3 separate regions of the Sus scrofa genome follow, and regions 1 and 2 are each linked to region 3. Evidence: chromatin contacts called from public Hi-C data. All regions are on one chromosome and are shown on one strand. The core of a region is the stretch at or near the end of the contact, and the rest is flanking DNA. Distances in the headings are between cores, read along the strand shown.

Evidence for each region. Hi-C and Micro-C count contacts between places; a contact is called where the count stands out from the background.
Region 1: a contact with region 3 is called in a Hi-C map of liver, with 6 times the contacts expected there. The contact joins the promoter of LOC106504487 here to the promoter of TMEM55B in region 3. A contact is called at or near these places in 1 of 5 promoter capture datasets (liver) and 3 of 47 Hi-C or Micro-C datasets (heart right ventricle, liver and retroperitoneal adipose tissue).
Region 2: a contact with region 3 is called in a Hi-C map of liver, with 2.8 times the contacts expected there. The contact joins the promoter of HNRNPC here to the promoter of TMEM55B in region 3. A contact is called at or near these places in 3 of 47 Hi-C or Micro-C datasets (blood, heart right ventricle and liver).

Annotation. Positions count from the first base shown.
Region 1 is chr7:77,779,961-77,782,660 of Sscrofa11.1, reverse strand. LOC106504487 reads left to right here and starts at 1,440. Exons shown (of 3, transcript XM_021099305.1): 1 at 1,440-1,980. The coding sequence starts at 1,474. CHD8 (chromodomain-helicase-DNA-binding protein 8) reads right to left here. Exons shown (of 37, transcript XM_021099301.1): 37 at 2,513-2,700. SUPT16H (FACT complex subunit SPT16) reads right to left here and starts at 1,693. Exons shown (of 26, transcript XM_001929180.6): 1 at 1,166-1,693. The coding sequence starts at 1,339.
Region 2 is chr7:77,919,760-77,922,459 of Sscrofa11.1, reverse strand. It overlaps HNRNPC (heterogeneous nuclear ribonucleoprotein C (C1/C2)), which reads right to left and starts at 1,315. Exons shown (of 8, transcript NM_001243694.1): 1 at 1,187-1,315.
Region 3 is chr7:78,445,927-78,448,626 of Sscrofa11.1, reverse strand. TMEM55B (type 1 phosphatidylinositol 4,5-bisphosphate 4-phosphatase) reads right to left here and starts at 1,304. Exons shown (of 7, transcript XM_003356721.5): 1 at 1,024-1,304; 2 at 501-691; 3 at 25-131. The coding sequence starts at 1,165. PNP (purine nucleoside phosphorylase) reads left to right here and starts at 1,598. Exons shown (of 6, transcript XM_013989064.2): 1 at 1,598-1,863. The coding sequence starts at 1,814.

The sequences.
Region 1 (2,700 bases), core at 191-2,690, 670 kb after region 3:
GAGAAACTGTAGAAACATGTAGAAATTAACCAATAAAGTTTTTAAATAAAATTTATGTTCAGCATTTGTCTAGCATAGAGTCCTTATTTTGGCTTATCATAAAATGCAGATAATCCATTTTATCTTCAATTATCTAATGCATTTGTGCTCAAAGGATGAATCATGCACAGGAACCTTTGATATGAACGGTAGGGAAATGACCAATTTTAATAGTTTAGTTTTTAGCAGAGAAGTAGTTTGGTAGGCAATTTACAACGCTGAAATCAGAACTGATTATTTTTGTCATGGCGCTTATCAGGTTTTAAAAAGTCTTCCTTAGTTTTATCCTCCTTGAATGACAGAGTTCAGAGGCCAGACTTAAGCCAGATAGCTCAAAATCCACCAGAGGATGCAATCAAATATTTGAATAAATAAAATTTTAGCTGTGGACTTTTTAAAGCAGCAAAAATACCCAAGCTTTTGAAAGACTGAGAACCTCAACAGCTTTTTCTGAACACGTGCCCCACATACTCAATCAAGGAGGAAAACTAATGAGGTATTAGGCATCACAACATTTTCTGTATTACTAAAGCCTGCAGGTTTTCAGCGTTAGGTTTCTGTGTTACCCACGGCAGGGCCTAGAACATGAGGCGGTTGAGCGTGAGCAGTATTTCTTTTTTTAACTCCAGCAACAGTTCAGCAAAAGATAAACGCGGAGAGCCCGATTCACATCCTCCTTGGCCCTCCATCCATCCTTTACGAAATGGTTGTAATTCTGGCGGGACCTAGGGCGCAACACTCTGGTTCTGGAAGGACAGAGCGAATGCGTGGGTGTGTGTGAACACTGCAGGAAGGGGCAGCAAGACGCGATCACGGAGTGGGAGGGAGGGGTGAGGATGCCTCTTCTAGGGCGGGAAGAGACTACGAGAGGTGGCTGTTATGCATGACGGGGGCTGGCACGCGGGGAAGATGGTGATGGCCGCAGGGGAGGATGATTGCGGGGGATTCCCTGCTACCTGGCGGCCCTCGGGGCCTCCTGCAGTAAATGATCCTGGAGCAACTAAAGGGGCGCGACACTGAACCCGCGAATTCCCGACGGAAAGGGGGAAAAAAGGCGCCGAGAAACGGGGTTATTATGGGATGGCAAAGGGGGTCTCCCTAGGTAAAATTACGAGTTCTATCTCACCCTCCAATTGCTGTACAGTCGCTTCACTCTCCGGTAATAAGCGTCTTTATCCAGAGTCACAGCCATAGCCACAGACGCCGCTCCTCCTCGGGTTCCGAGAATCACGCGAGGTCCCGGCTCCGCCACCCTCTCTCGGCCCCGGAATCCCGCACTCTCCCAGTGACCCGGAAGCATCGACCTCAAAGATGCCCTTTCCGCTTCCGGGTCCCGGCAGCGCTTGGGTATTTTTCTGTTTTCTTTTTTTTCCTTCACTTTTTTTTAATATAATCCTCTCTCCGGAGGTTAGGGAGAAAAGAGGAAGGAAAAGAATGGGGAGAGTAACAAAATGTGCAACGCTAAAAGAGTCTAGATTTTCGCGGGGTTTCCTTGTCAATTTAGCAACAGCCGCACGCGAGGCGACGTCATCACGTGACACTGTCCCCGCCCTTACTCTCTGCCAGGCTGCGGTTTCCAGGAGATCCAACTACTTGCCGAAGCGGCGGAGGCTGAACCAGGCGAAGGAGGCGGGTGGCCTGACGTACCGACCCCGCCCCACACAGGGAGCAGCGCGCGGGTGTAATGGCCCCACCCATCGGCAAAGGAAGGGAAGCGGAAAGAGCGGGATCTGGCGTGGGATGGTAGTGGGAAGACTACAGCGTAACCGGGTACGTTCCCCTCCTAGAAAAGGTGGGAAAGTAAAAGCCTCTGCTACTTTAGGGTTGGAAGGATTCTCGTTGCTGGGACGCTGGGTCAGGGGCTTCGCGCGGACAGAGCGCCCAAACCAGGAAGAGGGAGCCTGCCCTGCACATAAACTGAACTACGACACGCACTGTGGGGTAAGGACTTGGCCTTAGAAAGGAAAATAAAATGCCCAGGCTTCATTTGAGCGCTGGGATGTTAGAGGAAGGTCGTAGGAAATACGTGGCTTGAGAGAATTCACAAAATCCATTTCCCCGTGAGGTTGTGACAGCGTCCTTCTAGTCAGCCAGTCCCCTTGCAGCAGTTCATTAAGTGACACCATTCTTAGGGCTTCCCCAAAGCACCATTATTTCAGTTAATTCGAAATAAAGTGTACATGGGTCTTGACGAAATTCTTCCTTCTCATCTCTTCTAAGAACTTGGAGTTTGAATCTGGAACAACATTTTGCCTACTACTTGGCTTAGATCATTTCTTTGCCTTTTGGCAAGCTGGACAACCTCCACTTACATATAATCCTTTAATAGAGTACCAATAACTTGTCTGTCCTATCCAAGGTAACTTCACGCGAACAGTAATGAAGTTAGGAAAGTGGTGTTGAAATCATGAATATCAACTCAAAATTAATATTTATATTGGGTTTGAGCAAATATAGGACAAGGGAAGAGTGGGAAAGGATTAACTTAAATTTATTAATGCCAAGGGGAAGGAAGGTAACAGTTCCTGACCCTCCAGCTGTATCCACAGTTCGGTCAGGAACAGGCTCTGCCAGAGGCTAGTGCCGGCGCTACATAGTCTGTGGTTAATGGAGGTGTCTAGGGAGGGGTGAGCATATCAGCTGCTCTAGTCTCCTTTCCTT
Region 2 (2,700 bases), core at 66-2,565, 530 kb after region 3:
CGTTATGAAAAATAAAATCACCTAAATCTTACACAAGAATTAAAAAAAGGATCTGATATGCGAATGTGATACTACTAAAAAACCCACATAATTTTTGCAAGTTTAGGAAAAAACTTGAATGCTTCAGAACCTAGCAAATAATAAGCACTATAATACCTACTTAATAAAAAGCATACAGGCACGCATTTTTTTTGGTCAACGTTTGGATGATCTGTAAAATGCATGCCAGAATACCCTGAAAGTCAAACTTTATTGTCTTAGGAAGTTACAACAATAGTATATGTAATTCTCATAATTTAATATTTTTCCCAAGGGCAGTTTGGGAATTTCCAATTACCGCTAGTGGTTGCTGTAATTACGTTCTTGTAAAGATTCAAATACAGTATGTTAGTATCTACCACATCAAGAGGTAGGAAAAGCCATTTAATTTAACCTAGTGGCCAAATTCCTTACTACTCCTGCTACTGATTTAATACGACCCTGGCAATCCACACTCTCATGCTGCGGTTTCTATCTGAGAAAGACAGTAATACCTACCTCAAGCAAGCTCCACTAACTTATATATTTCAAGTGATTTGTAACCTGTAGATAAAAAGCCAGCTTTCATTATTACTGTTAATATGTAAATGAGATTACAATTTAAAAAATAGAATTGAAAATAACTACGTCGAAGTCCATCATTTGCTCAGGGAGGAGTGAAACAAAAACTAACCGGTAAAATATTAAACCTATTGTTATATTTATTACTATACCCTGTGGTACGCTCCAGAATTTAGAGGCTTGCGGTACAATAAATATCTGCTTGATAACCCTTCCCATCCCCCGCTCAATTTTTAAATTTACAGGACTATACTAATGAGCATTTCGATCTTCCCTTTCATGATCTCTCTTAGAGACCTCATGGTCATAGAAAATGAAAGGACAGCAGCCGTTAACACAGGAGAGCGAGAAGAAGAAAAAGGACATTCTCCCTGCCGATCCTGGCCTAGAGGACATTAGGTTAAAAATCCACGCAAGGGCTGAGGCCTATAAAACTCTCTTGCATAAGATCTAATCCCCCCGTGCAAATAGAATAAACGGGGGCCTGCTTACTCTACCGAGAGGAGGGTTCCCCCGTCTTCTCCCACACCCCCTCGCGCTCCCCAAGGAACCCAGCGACTCCCCTGCTTCCACCCCCTCCACTTACCAGGAGGGGGGAGGGAGAAGAGATTCGATTCTGAATCTCCTACTCCCGGGTTCTACGTGGAGAAGCGGACTGCTGCTCGAGGTCGGCAACACCGCCGCAACCGCTCAGTCTTCGCCTCTTCACAAAATGGCCCCCGAGTCTCCTCTGCCGCCGAGGCGAAGGCCTAGTCCCCGCCCCACTTCTAGGACTCTTCCTATTGGCTGAGCTTTTTCTCGCTCCCGCTTCTAATTAGACAGTTCTACCGCTCTTCACAATTCTGTCCAATCACAATCAGTGGTGGGTTAGACTAAGCAAGAGAATTTCCACATGCGTGAGCGAAATTAGTTTGTAACTGGTTATTTTTCCTGTCATTTATCACCTGAGAAATGCTTATTGGCCACTGTAACTGACGAAGCGGTAGGTGGAAACCTGCCTTTGTACCGCGCACCACTTCATATCCGGGTATCCGGGAGGTTGTGATTGGCGGCTACGGGATCCTATCACTGCTCCTTAGAGAACCTGGTAGAAGGCCCGCCGGGATCTCGGAATTCCGGCGGCGCGGGGGCGGGGAAGGATTGCGGGATTTTGTTTGGTAGCGGCTCAAAGGATGTGCCCTAGCTCCGGGCCTAGGTAAAGGGAAGCAGGAATCTCCGAATGAATCCTCTATACTGCTGTGTGGATAAAGAAAACACTTTTCTTAGAATTGGGAGGGAGCACCAAGGACTAGAAAAGTAACCAATCCTGCAAAACTCCAACCTTAGAGCTCCCATTTGGACAACACTTAACCTGTCAAGCCCTTCTTTAGACAACCTGTATCTCACCCAAAACAGCTGACTTCCTTATTCCTCTCCACTGCAAAAGGTAAAGAAAGTCTAAAATGTTGGCCTGAAGTATTACAGCACCCATCCTCTGGCCCCAAATCATTTCACGAATACCCTACATGCCAACCAGAATTGGCTTGCCCATCTAATCCTACCCCCTGCTCGTCCCCCAAATCTGCTCCCTTCTTCCCCTCATCTGAAATAGCTAGTCTCCCACCTTCTGGCTCCAGGCATCGCCTGCCAGTCCCGCTGGTTATATTATAGCAGCCATGCACACAGTGGGATAGGTCCAGCTATGCTAGGAATGAAGGATATTTCTCTGTACAGTTAGAGAAAGCAAGATGCAGAATACTATCTAGATAATGTGATACCATCTGTATACATCTTATGGAATATATGTATATGTGAATACAGTTTTATGCATTAATTTTGAATTATGTCTGAATTCCAGAGAGATTCACAAGGAAATTACTTGTTACCTATCAAATGGAAAAAAAAAAAAAAAAGGCCATTTAGTAACAAGTTGAATGTCATTTACTTAGGGAGAGCAGTCCATGGTTGGAAGAGTACAGTGACTCACAAGCAGTGGAGCACACTTCCCCAGGGAGTTGGGGCAAGAGTACGTTTTATACAGCATTAGAAGCAGCAAGGTAATCGGTATGATCAGCTGGGGTTGTGTATCTGACCTTATTTAGTAAGATTAGGGAACCAGGA
Region 3 (2,700 bases), core at 55-2,554:
CCTTCCCCAAACTACGCCTCTCACCAGTAAGGCCGAGGGCAGGCAATCCGCTGGGAAGTCACTTTGCAGATAAGGAGACAGTTGCAGGGGCAACGAACATATTTTTTCCCAGGGGGTGCATTCTTGATTGGCTAGAGAATAATGGGGACATCGGTAAGCAAACTTCTAATCCCAATCCCTTCCAGTTCTTTCAAAAACACCTTCTGAGAAAAGATCAGAGAGATAAAGTCTTAGCCAGGACAGACAAATGAAAAGCATATAACATGAGATGTGCAAATGAAAACTAGGCTTAAGTATCCAGGATAGGTATGAAGGTGAGGGATGGCCAACATTAGCTTTAGTGAGTGGCTTCTGGGGAAATGGCTGTTTGAGACTCCTGGAACTGAAACCTGGGTTTCATGAAAGCACTTGGCTAACGCCTGAATGTCAGGGTCTAGAATCAAGGGATCAGAAAGAGGATCCAAGAAACAGGGCCCATTTCACAGGTATGTATAACTCACAGTGGCTTCATTGCAGACGCCACATTTGACTACATGCTGATGCATCTTGCCTTCCACGTTGATGAGAGACTGGCAGACTCGGCAGGTGATCATGGGAGCACTCCCACTGTCCGGGCTGGTCAGAGGTGAATAGGGGGGTGGGTCCTCCCCAGGCAACACAGCTGGGTGTCCCTCGGGGAACGGGGGAAATGCTGGAGAGGAAGTAAAAAGATGGGCTGGCATCACTTGCAGACATCCCCACGAGGTAAGGCAACTCATTCTGGTCCTCAACCCTTCTGACCAAGCTCAGCGGGATTCTCATAATCAGTGCTTCGATCACATCCCTCAGAACCCCCTTCGGTTCCTAAGGTCCGGTAGCGATTGCGGAGAAAGGAAACCTCATCCGGTCACAGGTGCAACAGCTCCGCACCTGGCGCTTGGGCCCCGCCTCCGCCCTCGGACCCGCCCCCTCCGCCTCTCCGTAGAGTACCCCCGGGAACACCTCGGACCTGCCCCAGCTTACCCTGGGGCGGGGCATGTTTACCCGCTCCGTACGGTGGTGCGGAGGGGGTCAGGCCTCCCCCAGGCCCAGCCCCACTCCCGCCCGGCCCTACTAGTCCGTTGCCGCCGGCGCCACCATCGATAGGCTCGGAGAGCAGCGGGGATCGCTCTCCATCTGCAGCCATGGCCGCCACCGCCGTCTCCCGCTTCGGCCAGGGATCTGGCTCCCTTCGCCGCTGCTGTAGCCGCAGCCACCGCCGCCGCCGCTACCGGGTCCCCAGGGCGCCTGCGCGCCGCGCGCCCCGCTCGCCCCGCAACCAGTGGCCTGCCCCGCCCCGCTCCGCCCCGCCGCACGTGATAGGCTATGCCCGCCCCCGCCGTGCTGTTATTTGCGGAGATAAACCAATTTCTGGTCCGGCGAAGGCAGCTCTTATTTTCCATTGGGCAGCATCGCGCCAACATCAACTGTCACATGACCTTCAGGAAGCAGCTAGGCCAGCAAAAACTGCACGTGACGAGAAGTTCTTCAAGCCATTGGAAGCATGGCCCATCGCGCTACCTCCAGACCAGGAGGTGGAGCAGGACTGCTGCTTCTCCGTGGTCACGTGTTTCAGAAAGCCGCCCATCCCGGTGTTAGTCGCCCAGTGGGGGCAGACAATCATTGCTCCGAATCCGTCCAAAGATATCACTAAAAAACTTTTCTCCTTGTCGCGGTTATAATTGGCCTCTCATTGGCTTAAGGCTTCCCTTCCCTGGCCCTGCGATCCTTGGGGCGCAACTTTACTGCCCCGAACTTGGCGCCGGAACCCGGGGGCGTGGCTCAAAAAGCAGCAATGAAAGAGTGCGGGAGTTTGGACTCTTCTAAGCACCAGCAGGAGGAACGGTAGGCAACAGTTAGCCACTCTATTCAAAGGAATACCGGTAAAAAGTCAGTGGAGATGTGTAAAAAAGCAGTGGATTAAAATGTTAAGATTGTCACTCCAGCCTTTCTCGCTGGAGTCACAGAACACAGGACTGGCTTTCCCAGGAAGCTGCCTTGCAGACTCCACCCTCCCTTCGTCCCTGATTAAATTACGAAATTATATGAGCCTGTCTATCACTACAATTATCTCATCGTTTATTTTGTGACGCCCAGTTCTAGACATATGCGTGGTAAGAGTTTTTTGACAATCAATTCCAAGGATGTTTTGGTCACTTTGTTTTGTGATATGAGAGTCTTTAGACTTGTCTCAGCTTTGCCCCCAGCCGCGAGGCAGCTAGTGGAGGTTATTCTGACAGGTAATGGAAAAGATCTTAAGCAGTTCAAACATTTAAACATCCAGCTAACCCACCTACCCACTCTCCTGTTCATCTATATTCATCTATATTCAAGTTGCATAGCAGATAAGACTACTTTTCAAATCAATCAAGGTGCTCTACTAAATGGGTACTCAGAGATGAAATGTGCAGGATCCCCTCCCACAGCTGAAAGGAACTTTTTTATTATTTCAGGATAGAGCAGGAAAGATGACAAAGTTAGGCAATGATTTGGAAGGATTTCCCTAGTCATGTAAGTGTAGGATGAGCAAACTATTATTCTGGAATTAATGGTGGATGATAGAGTAAAAGTGAGTCACCTTAAAGATATCTCTGTCTTTCCAGTGTTACTAGAGTAATTTCCTTTAGTTAAGCAGTTTCAGGAATGGAAGGGCCTCATTGTCACAGAAGGGAGCACACAGAG